Linked DNA regions of Zea mays: all the other regions are linked to region 1. The links are chromatin contacts, called in public Hi-C maps. All regions are on one chromosome and are shown on one strand. The core of a region is the stretch at or near the end of the contact, and the rest is flanking DNA. Distances in the headings are between cores, read along the strand shown. Region 1 holds the start of LOC103633411 (pectinesterase QRT1). Region 2 holds the start of LOC103633409. Region 3 holds the start of LOC100280919 (nuclear transcription factor Y subunit A-3).

Evidence for each region. A called contact is a pair of places that touch in the nucleus more often than the background predicts.
Region 2: a contact with region 1 is called in a Hi-C map of leaf, with 4 times the contacts expected there. The contact joins the promoter of LOC103633409 here to the promoter of LOC103633411 in region 1. A contact is called at or near these places in 2 of 25 Hi-C or Micro-C datasets (leaf and tassel).
Region 3: a contact with region 1 is called in a Hi-C map of root tip, with 3 times the contacts expected there. The contact joins the promoter of LOC100280919 here to the promoter of LOC103633411 in region 1. A contact is called at or near these places in 6 of 25 Hi-C or Micro-C datasets (bundle sheath, ear, leaf and 2 more) and 1 of 3 datasets of contacts at active chromatin or transcription factors (seedling).

Annotation. Positions count from the first base shown.
Region 1 is chr7:173,940,999-173,944,845 of Zm-B73-REFERENCE-NAM-5.0, forward strand. It overlaps LOC103633411 (pectinesterase QRT1), which reads right to left and starts at 1,846. Exons shown (of 5, transcript XM_008655112.4): 1 at 1,026-1,846; 2 at 546-735; 3 at 221-427. The coding sequence starts at 1,345.
Region 2 is chr7:173,768,655-173,772,501 of Zm-B73-REFERENCE-NAM-5.0, forward strand. It overlaps LOC103633409, which reads left to right and starts at 1,954. Exons shown (of 23, transcript XM_008655111.4): 1 at 1,954-2,349; 2 at 2,535-3,005; 3 at 3,210-3,278; 4 at 3,358-3,480; 5 at 3,557-3,706; 6 at 3,794-3,847. The coding sequence starts at 2,185.
Region 3 is chr7:174,114,998-174,118,844 of Zm-B73-REFERENCE-NAM-5.0, forward strand. It overlaps LOC100280919 (nuclear transcription factor Y subunit A-3), which reads right to left and starts at 1,847. Exons shown (of 7, transcript NM_001153839.2): 1 at 1,715-1,847; 2 at 580-723; 3 at 348-495. The coding sequence starts at 639.

The sequences.
Region 1 (3,847 bases), core at 596-3,095:
CACTAGTCAAATTTGGCTAGCCACTTGACTAGCCAAACTAGATACATAGTCTGTTGGAGTGAAATATTAATTATAGAGTGTAATCTTTATGAAAAGTTAAATTAAATAGAGAGCCAAATAAAGAGTAAAAATGAGGAGTCTCTTGAAGATGCTCTTACACGCCTGTTGTAAAAAGAAAAAAAGAAAAGAAATTTTATCGAATTCATTTCTGCTACGTTACCTGGTACAGGGACCTCGCGTTCCCGAAAATGAAGTCGATGGAGCCCTGGATGTCGCAGTTGTAGAGGAAGTGGCGGCCGATGTTGTCGAACAGCGTGTCCTGCGTCCCCAGGATCCTACACCTGTACAGCATGGTCTTGTCGCCGGACAGCCGCAGTGCCACCGCCTGCTGCCCCACGGCCCCCGGCGGCGCCGCCGGCGCGGAGTTCTGCGGGGGTCTCACGGGGACGAGAGCGCGCACGCACGCAGCCGTGTCGATCGTCAGAGGATGGACCCGATCACGCACGCAGAGAGCGCGACGTGCATGTACGTACGTACGTACGTACCTCGAAGGTGATGTGGCTGGCGCAGAAGTAGTCGGCCTCGACGGCGACGGAGGCGGAGTAGAAGGTGCCGACCTGGTGGCCGGAGCGGTCCATGTCCGACGCCCTGGCGTTCCACGTGATCACCGTGCGGCCGCTGCCCATGCCTATGAGCGACACGAACGGCTTCGTGATCGGCACCGTCACCTTCTCCCTGCACCCACCCGCCGCCGTTGATGCTTCCAAGTTTTATCAAACCCTGACAGGGGAAATGGAAAACTGCTACTGGTAGCAAACAGAACGAGAAAGTCTGCAGCTAATAAGACGAGTCCAAGGAGAGAGACACGATCGAACACACACGTCGTCGTGATCACTTAATACACCCCATTAACGCCGAGGCAGTTACCAGTACAAGAGAAGAGAGCTAGGCGGCCGGGTAGTGGAGAGGGCATAGCAAGCAGCGCGGCGCGGCGGGCGATCAGCCAGGCAGGCAACGCGACGCACCTGTACACGCCGGGCCTGACGAGGATCTTGACGCGGCGGCTGTTTCCGGCGGGCACCATGTCGACGGCGCCCTGCACGGTGCGCGAGTGCCCCGTCCCGTCCTGCGCCACCACGATCGTGTCCAGCTCGCGGGCGCCTCCCCCGCTGGCCGCCTTCACGCCGCCCTGCACGGCGGCGGCGGACGGCGTGCTGAGGTCGTCCCACGTTATGAACGACCCGTCCGCCGCCGCGGACGACGACGCGAGGACGGCGACGACGGGCAGGACCAGGAGGATGGCGGCCGCGCAGCGGCGCCGCCTGCGCCCGGCGGCGGCGACCATGGCCACGGCGCGCGCGCGGGTCAGGGTGTCCGCGTCGAGTGGAGAACTAGACAGTTGATCACAGCACGTACGTGACGCCGCCTAGCGCGCGCGGAGCTAGCTCGTAACAGCTAGCTGCCTGCCACAGTTTAGCTCGGGAGAGATGGCCGGCCGGGGAGGGAGGTGGTCAGTGACTCAGTGGTCAGGGAATGAGAATGAGGACGATATATAGGGGTAGCGCGAGCCGACCGGCCGGGGCTGTGATTGTGTGGCGCCGTATTATAGCACGCTGCGTTGCATGACATGAGACGAAGCTTGAGATGTGGGTGACGACCGGCGGTGGTACTACGATGGAATGGGGGAGGACGGGACGGAATGGGATGGGATGCGAGACGTTGAAGGCGTGAGGAGAAAGTGGTGACGGAATTGAATACGAGGGCCGCGCCCGCCGCCTGCTCGTCTAGCGCTACCGGCCCGAACGCAGGAAATTAGCAAGGCACGTCGGTTCGGCCTCGGCGCGCTGGAGCGCAGGATTCAGGGCGGAAGGCCGTGCCGTGCCGTGGTGTTGTGTGCACGGCTTCGCTAGCTAGCAGACACTTCGCAACGGCAACTGACACTTCGCGTGCACGTAGTTCCGTATAGACGACACGAGAGAGGGTGCTGCTGCTGCTAGCTAGCTAGCTGGCTGGTTTCCCGTGCCAGTTTGCGACGTTTCCCGTGCAGCTAGCGGGGTATAGAAGGCCGTGCTCGGCACTCATGGAGACGAGCATTTTTTTTTGTTAGATTTTGCTGCAGGCCAGATGAGGAAATAGGAATGCCGGATGGTGGTGGTTAGCGATTGTTTGGTTCAGAGCGGTTGGATAGCAGACGTGGAGCTGAAGGCGTTCGCCTCTTCGCAGTCGCCCACACGCAGACACCCTGCTCCGCCGCGGCTATTGTTTTTTTGTCTCTCCGTGGGCGGTGCCGTTGATGGTTAGCTGCGTTCCATGCCCCCCCTCTCGACGGTTCAGAAAATGGTGATCTACGTATAGAATCAGCGTCAGTGCCGGCTCCTCCTGAGTGGATTAGGCGGAGGCGCATCATGGCGCGGACCTAACAGCTCTCGTGATCTCCGTCAGTTGGTCAATACGGTTGGGCTTCTTTAATTTGACGATTATATGTGGTGGTCGTCGTCTGGACGTGCTCGTTAATTTTTAGGAAATGGAGTCAGCGTCTGTGCACCGTCTCAGGGTCCGATTTCTGTAGCTAGTGCGATGGTAGCATCAGAAAACGGGGTTGCAGTCCTCACCTTACCCTGGTGGTTTGGTCAGCGAGCTACTCGTGCCTCAACGAAGAACAAAGGGTTGCAGTTTTTCTGGGGTTTTTTTTTTCAGGACAAGAAAGCTCGCGGGCTTGCAGAGTCGCAGTTTTGCGCGGTCCGTGTTCGTTGGGCCCTGAAGAGCTTCATGCCCATTTCGGCCCATGGAGTGGTTGGACCGTTGGAGATGTTAAGAAACCCTATTTAGGGTTATGACGGTAAATATGGACTTTGCTCCGGAGAGTTCTCACTTCATCTATATAAAGAACATGTATCTTTTTATAATAGAGAAGAAGAAGAAAAAAGAGATCAGAGGCTTAATCCTACATCCTTGTGCCTCGTGTGTTCTTTGTCGTGCTCTAAAAAAATATGTGATTTACAACTTCTCTACGCCTGAACAACTGATGGGCTGATGGGAGGGAAAGGAGCAGACTGGTGGTAACATAGTCCTCAACATGCTATCAGCACGCTCTACCTCGACATTGCTGTGAGATTATATCTATATCACTCTCCGTCAAGCTGATAGGTTCTCAGGCCTAGTCGAACTGTATTATGCAACAGCTTTCGATTCCTATACACAATTGATCGGTATGTCTTTCTAATTAGATTAAATCCACAGTTCTTGATCTTTTCCTCGGAGAAGAAAGGGGAATCAGTGGTCGGATCCACACTGTCAATCCCGAACACACTCTGCTGGTCCTTATCCAGCGCGGAGGCGATGTTTGCGGTCGCCCGTGGATCTCCACCTTGTTCGCGGCTACCCCACGCCGTCGCCTGCGGAGCCCAAGCTCGCACGAGAGGACCTGGTGCGACGCCGCCACCCCTCGCACACCTCCTACTCCTGGAGCAGCGACGTGATGAGGCCGCATGGCACGGCGCCGGCGGGGCCAACAGACAGAGGGTATCCACGTGCACGACACCAGCCTCCTCGAACATGCTACCGGTGTACATCCCGTCGTCGACCCACCGGACCATATCCTAGCCGCTTGGACTTGCTGTCCTCCCAGTCTCCCACCGTCCCACGCGTCGTCGGATACGTTGCCCTTGAAGGTGGCGCTGGAGGTCCAGGAGATCTTGGCATGCCGAAGCCTTGTGGTCCCCCGCAATGTGGTCTGCTTTTGAGAAGAGAGATGGGATCTACAGGTTCTCTATGCCTCAACTGCTAATGGAAAGAGCATATATCCGTGATAACCTAGACGCCGACACCGTACCTGGCATTTAGGTCT
Region 2 (3,847 bases), core at 704-3,203, 170 kb before region 1:
TAGAGTTCGTAAGTTCAGTTCACTATCTAATGTTCATAATAAAAGTAAAATTATATTGCATACTATAATTCAAAGCTACAAAAAACATCTAACTAGCATCATCTTTGCTTTGTGTTTTTTTATCAAGTACATGAAAGTGTGGAATGAAGTGTGGTTTTAATGAATACTAGTCAAGTGTTTGTGCGTTACAACGGCATACAAAATATCAGTGCACAATGATTACATAAAAACAAATAATACATAATATTATCGATCTCAATCTTATAAACTATCTGGCAACAACGAATGAAGAATTAAACTAATACAAAAATCAATTTACAATACAATGTGAAAACCACACAAACAAAGTCTAAAAAGTGAGTACAATGTTTGTGCATCGTGAGGATTGTAATGGTAACAAATTGAACATACATTAAAATTCATACCAAAAGGACGAGAATAATAAGTGAGAGCCAAAATTCTAAACTTTTGTTTCTTATCCTAAACTCGAGTATTTGCAAATAACATCACATATGTTGTATTCCCGTACTTCATATTATTTGCAACTAAACACTGATGTGCTTAATAATCTTTTGTATTTCTTCTGTAATATTGTCATTACATTCATTCTCCTTGTGTTCATCAACTCTACCAAGAATTTGGTCCTAAGTACACTTGAAGTATGTACATTTGGTATAAGACAACATTAAATTCAATAAAGACAATTAATTATAGAAAAATGATATTGACCAAGTATTAGAACTACACAGTTATTCACAGTGGAAATGCTTCAGTGCACCAAATTGATAGGCTTCATTTCGTGTAACTATTCGTATATAACTTACATAGGCATCCTTTTTCGGCGGTCTGCAACATTTCTTTCACGGTTCAATACAGTCGGTTCTATCAAAACTTTTTTATGGAAAATATGTTAGATAAACTTGTATTTTCAGTTCAGTTTAGTAAAAGAGGCGTTCAAGTTCAGTTTAGTACTCATTTCATGTCAAGAAAAGGAAGTTATATCATGATGATCCAAAAATCACCATTTACCTTGACTTGTCATAAACTGAATTTGTTTCTATGAAATTTTGTTGTGGAGTTTCAAATTTTGTTTCTATGAAATTGTGTTGGTTGCGACTTGAAAATGAGAGTTGCGATTTGTCCTTGTTTGGAAAATGAGGTTCAATAAATAGCTTTCTCATGATTGGTAGATCCAGAATAGAAGAATGAAGAGAAGTGGGTGAGAGAGGATTCTGGATGGATGCAGGTACTCCGTACAGAAAAACAGTCTTCCATCTACCATTTTATCTAAAAAAAGCATCGACCTCTGTATACCGGCCACATGCATATAAACTTTATACCCCAATCAATACCCCACCACACATCAGTTTGACATTATTATATTCCTTAAGCTTTTGCATATATAAATTTTAATTCTAATTCAATATAATTCATGTGCTTACTTATCAACCATTTAATCATAAACCCTAAACATCCACTAACCGAAGCATATGTCAAATTGTGATGTAATATTAATTCATGACATAACAAGGCATGCTAAATCTTTACTAGCAGAATAGTCTAGTCAAATCTATTTAATTATGACAGATTAATAAACCACAAGCAATAATAATATATAACAATAGAGGATGACTGACCTCACTGATCGGAACACAAAATGTTGTTCTAGAACATTGGCCGACATTGTTTGGGTACTCTAGTATTCACTCTAATCCATATGTATTGAAGTTGATTAAGGTGTAAATTAAACTAATTTACACTTTAATCCATCTTAATACATATGGATTGAAGTAAATAATAGAGTATTTAAACAAAACGACAAGAGACGAAACCTAGGGCCTACGGGTGCAGTGAGGGCTGTGAGGCACGTTGCAATTTCTGAGGTGATCCATGCTTTGAAGCTGGGCTCTGCCAGACAAGAGGACGGCAGCGGCCCACATCAGATAGCACGCACATAATCAAGCCCTCCTGCCATTTCTGTCCAACCCACCAGGGCCCGAAGCACGGGACCGGACGGGGCGAGGAGAGTGAAACGGCGCGCAATCGCCGCCACCGCCGCGTCGGCACGTCCGCCCCACCTCTTCGCTTAGGCACGCGCCAAAACCAGTCACCGGCCGCAATCTGCCAATCTCCCGAGCCGCAGTCCTACGCTCCGGCTCCTCCACCTCCTAACCGCATTTGTTGATGACGGCGGAGCAGGAGTGGAGTGAGGTCCAGGTCCGGGCCCTCGACGGGCGATCCACGGTCGTCAAGCTGCCCCTTGGCGCCTCCGTCCGGGACCTCAAGGCCGCGCTCCGGACGTCCTTCTTGCCCGCGCAAGTCTCCCCCAGCTTCCACCTCTTCCTGAAGGTGCCGCGCAACAGCCTACCGGCCTCTAGCTTTCCGGCGTGTGCCAAGACTGTGTCGCTTCATCATGGCATATTGGCATTGATTCCTCATTGGGTTATTAGATTAGCGGTTGCAGCTTCACTATCGACACTAGTTAAATACAGTAGCACCTTTCTCGTGCTGAAATTTTTCCTCATGTGCTGAAGGGTGCTAAATTGCGTTTAGACGCTGAGATTGGCAGCCTTGCTATCGGCGATGGGGACTTCATTGTTCTCGTACCCTTCACAAGGACGCCACAGCAGCATTTTTCAGTTAGCACAGCAAGTCAAGATCAGGGCCACTGTCCACCAAAACAACCAGAAGTGTCTTCTGCGGCTAATTCAGCTTGGCAAGACATTATGGATGACCTCTCAGCAATGCCAGCCAGCCCACAGTCTGATGCTGCTTCCAAAGATTTTTACTCCTCATGTGACCCGTGCTCTGGGAGATTTACGGAGGATATGAAAGCGGGTCAAATTTCGACAAGTGGGTCATCAAGGAAAAGGAGGAAAACATGCAAGGAAAACGGAAATGGTTCCCCACAAATGGTGTCCTCGTCTGAAGCAAATGGTACAGCTGAGAAACACAACATAAGCAAGAAAAGTGGGGTGGCCAAATCTGCTGCTATGTTATGTCATGTATGTATCACCTCTTTTTTTTTTCTATCAGCCATTGTCAATTTCATCTTAATTTTCATCACCTGGAGAAGAAACCCAAATGACAGATTAGTGTTTATTGCCCAAGAAAAATGCAATACGCATATGGCATACATATTGACTTGCCATACATATTTTTCCCTTAGAAGCTGGATAGCCTTTTGATATTATGTGGTTGCAATGCAGGATATGCAACCTTTGAAACCTGCTGAAATGGTTGAACATCTGAAACAAGGACTTGGAAAGGAGGGGCAGGTTTTCACTTATATAACTTTCTGAAATTTATACTGCAAACAAAGCAATAGCATTTTAATATTGCAATTTGTATGTGCAGATCGTACATATCCAAGAGATATCATCTAGAGAGGCATCATTTACAGAACTTCCTTGTAATCTTTCAGAAGCTATGAGAGAAGCGCTGAAGAGTATTGGAATATCTAGACTGTATAGCCACCAGGTATGCCATGCTGTGTCATATTTTGTGCATATTTAATTAGGTCATTGTCTTATGTTGTTTATTTATTTGAGTGCAGTCTCAAGCCATAACATCCTCTATTTCTGGAAGGCACATTGTCGTTGCAACTTCTACATCAAGTGGAAAGTCTCTATGTTACAATATTCCTGTTCTTGAATGTCTTTCCCAAGACTTGATGGCGTGTGCTCTGTACATATTTCCGATGAAGGTCTGGGAAATAATCTATTACATTTTAGTAATGGTCAATTGGTCATCAATAATATTGATACAAATTCATGCTCCTTTTGTTTTCCAGGCTTTAGCTCAAGATCAGTTGAGGACTTTAATAAAGTTGAAGAATGCATCTCAT
Region 3 (3,847 bases), core at 597-3,096, 170 kb after region 1:
AAAAATACAGGAACATCCACATCGAAGTGACTAAATTTCGATGCGCCCAATTATAATTTGAGTCCATATAAAGAATATCTGGCTATGAATGAAGGTGCACATACAAGAATATGAAAACATCCATGTAAAACTGCATGAACTCATAGTAGAACTTATGGATACTGGCACTATAGCATAACAGAGCAAGTAAAGTAAGGCATCTGAACATATTCAACTCAGAATTCATCAGTTCATAAGATTTCTTGTGAAGTAAACTTTAAATCAAGCTGTATCCCAATGTCGATGGCGCAAAAGAAAAGATAAAGAAATAATGATAATTGATAATGTGGTTGGAGATAAATAATTACCTGATTGAGTTGATGTGTGTTCATCTAGACTGCTTTCACTCACTGCTGATGCTTCTGGGTGAGATCGATCAGACTCTGATGATGAATCCCTATCACAAACTTCATGGCCTGGATTTTTCATCTCATAACCATTTCCTGACAAGGAGCCCTATACATATAGTCTAGCTAATGAGCTAATTATCTGTGGTATGGCAAGCAGACAAAGGTTTACATCATAATTACCAACACTTACATGGTTAGACTTAGACTTGGGATGGACATAATGATCCTCCATTTCCCGTAAAAGGCACATGCATTACAAAATGGTGTCACTGAGCTCCAAACAACATTTTGCTTCTGAGAAATCAGATGAACTGACACCTAAATGAACATGAACCTGTGCGGCAAGTAGTCAGCGTTGAATTAGCCGAGTTGACAATAACAAGCTAAAGGACAAGCGTATGCGTATTGGATTGCGACCCTACTTTATCAGTTACAGCTTTACATCTATTGCAGTGCTAAGTGGTATTTGCTTTCAGTGGATTATCTCATTAACATCATCAGCCAGGTTTTTTTTCCATCTCAGATGTTTGGACAGTGGAAAATACTCTAGAAAATCTTTGTTTTATACCGAGAGTGGATCAGCACTGTATATCACTAATTTTGTGCCTGTGAGTTGTCAGTTCCGAGTAGGTCCTCGTAGGAAAGATGCTTCAGCTGTTCAGAAGTTTATTACGCACTCAGAAACCTGGCTCGACAGTCGACACTCCCCTGAAGTTCTCACATGCATATTCATACCCTCAAGATGACTCTTATCGCACATCTATAATTGAATTAAGAAATCAACACAATCTACACAAACTTAGATTCAAGTCATCTAATCCTAGATAGAATAGAAAAGGGATTGCAGATTCCCATCCACCCCAACTGCCAAAAACATCAACGCGCCACCCCAGGCAACCCACGAAATAGTGGTCAGCTCACAGAACTTGCGCTCGGATTCTAGGAACAACAAACACATCGTGCAATGCGAGCTAGGCTGAAGCCTGAAGCCAAAGCTTATCCAAGCAAGCATGGCCAAGAAAACCAAATCAAACCGCAGTGCAAGGCTAAGGCATGGCAAATTTCCAAGCGGAAAATCAAGAAAACCAGAGGGGGAAAGCCTTGTGAGTGACAAGATTGAAGAAAAAGATGAACCGAATCAAACCGCAGTGCAAGGCTATAGGCTAAGCCGCTAAGGCATGGCGAATTGGCAACCCAGCAGAGCGAGCACGATGCCACTCTGGCAGCGGAGAGCAGAGGAGCCATCCATTCTGAAGCGACAGTGAACTCAAGAACAGAACTGACCAATCGAGGACTCATTATTAGAGGGATCAGGAGGAGTGTACCTGTATCTCCTTCCTCTCCCCTTCAAGTTTCTCTCTCTACCTTCTTCGGTCCCTTGAACCGTATCGATAGATAGAGAAATACGTCGAAGCAAGTGAGAGGCCGCTCCTGCTGCCAAATATATGCGGCTATGCGCCTACTGTACAAACAAAAAAATGTTTCGCCCTCCTCTCCGCTGCTCGGTGCTCACACGTCAGTCACCCCCGCCTTGAATATTGGTAGGTGCACCAAGAACCAGACTTGCTATGTTTTCATGGGTTCTGTTTGGGACCGCGGCATTCGTCACCGCTACGTGCAATGTGGCGAGTGGCGACCTCAGCCTCCACCTTGTGGCACGGAAAACGCGAGGGCTGTTCAATCTCGCGATCGCTGTATCTCCAGCGGTGAAAGGAATCATCGATTCTCATGAGCTGTTTGGTGGGTGATCCTCGCCGGCCGCAATCCTTGTTCGGTTAGGCCAATCCACGAGAGGATTGGAGGGATTTAAATCTCCTCCTAGTCAAAATGACTAGGAGGGGATTTAAACCTCTACAATCCCCCTCTAGATTGATGTGGTGTAACAGAACACGCCCTTAAACGGTCTCAAACCCTCTTTTCTTTTCTTTTTCTATTTCTTATTTCTATTTTCTATTTATATTTCTTTTATCTCCTTTTCTTTTGAACAAATAAATAACTAAATAATCTTGGGTGCTAGAAAAATAATAGTCTATGTGAGGTGCTTCTAACAATCAAATGTATGCATATGATGAGATGACTAGGGGGGAAATTTTGGGTGAGATAAAAAAAGAGGAGGGGTTAGGAGATTAGGGTTCCAAACCTCGGGTTGAAATTTTGGGATGTTACACAGAGGAACCAGCAGGAGCACGACGACGTGCGCGCTTTCCGATCTTGACTTGACGGAGCGGCGGGTGGACTCATCAGTATTACAAAACCCACATTTTTTGTTCTCATTCCAATTTCTTTTGATGAGGTTATCTTTAGTTAGAATAATCCCTTTAACCAAATACCACAGAAAGATTTTAATCTTTAGGGGTAAATTTAGTTTCCAAATCAGCTTGTGATTAAACATTTGACCGTTATCAATGAGAGCCTGATACATTGATTGCACCGTGAACTGACCAGAAGATGTTTCCGTCCACTTAAAGACATCTCTATTAGAGCTCTATGTTGGTCTTACTATATATAAGGAAACTATATCAAGTTTCATTTGATAATAAAATTATGGCGTTTGGAACTAGATCGAGGTTCATTTGATAATAGAATTATAGTTAGCAGCACCGAATGCACCAGTAAGGCATCGGATAGGAGTTGCATTATGTTGAAGAAAGGGCGACTAAGACAGAATGCATTTGACACGCAGTTGATATGGCACTCAGAGAAGTCTGTAACGTCTTCATGGATATTCATAAGGGCATAACCGCATAAGGCATTAAACATATAAAGTGTGTCATTGGATATCCTATCGTACAACAATGTGAGGAGGCCTATAACACATGTAACATATACGATGTATTGTATCCCATAAAATCATTATAAGTTTGAAAAAAGAATTTTAGCACTAGAAAATAGAAAAATTTCCTAGAAAAATCTACACAAATCCTAAAACATTCTAAACAATATATAAACATGTTTTTAAAACTTTTGTATTTAAAAAATATGAGATGCAATAGCATTTATGTATCATACACTAATACTAAATGCATTCATGTTATGCATGTGCCGATGAAAGGTTTTCAAAACATGTTCACTTATCAATTAGAATGTTTTTGAAAAGTGTTGGCGTTGATCTGGACGCCAAACACTGGAATGAACCACCTCTCTGCGGAGGCGCAGACGGTCCGCGTCACAGAGTCGGACGGTTCGCGACCTGGACGCAGGAGCGACTCCTCCTTTGCGTACGTCCAGACGGTCCGCGCGTAGGGCTTGGACGGACCGCGATGGCACAGAGTGTTGTCTTCTTCACATCAGACCTAGGTCTCACCTCCCAGGTGAGATCCCATCGGAGAAGAGAGATACTAGGGTCTTTCTTGGCGTCGGCAGACCACTCAAAACACATCTAGTCGACGTAGCGCCGAAGAGAGGTGGAGATTTGAGGTAGAGAAAGACTAAATTAGGGCTAAACTAGAGCTACTCTT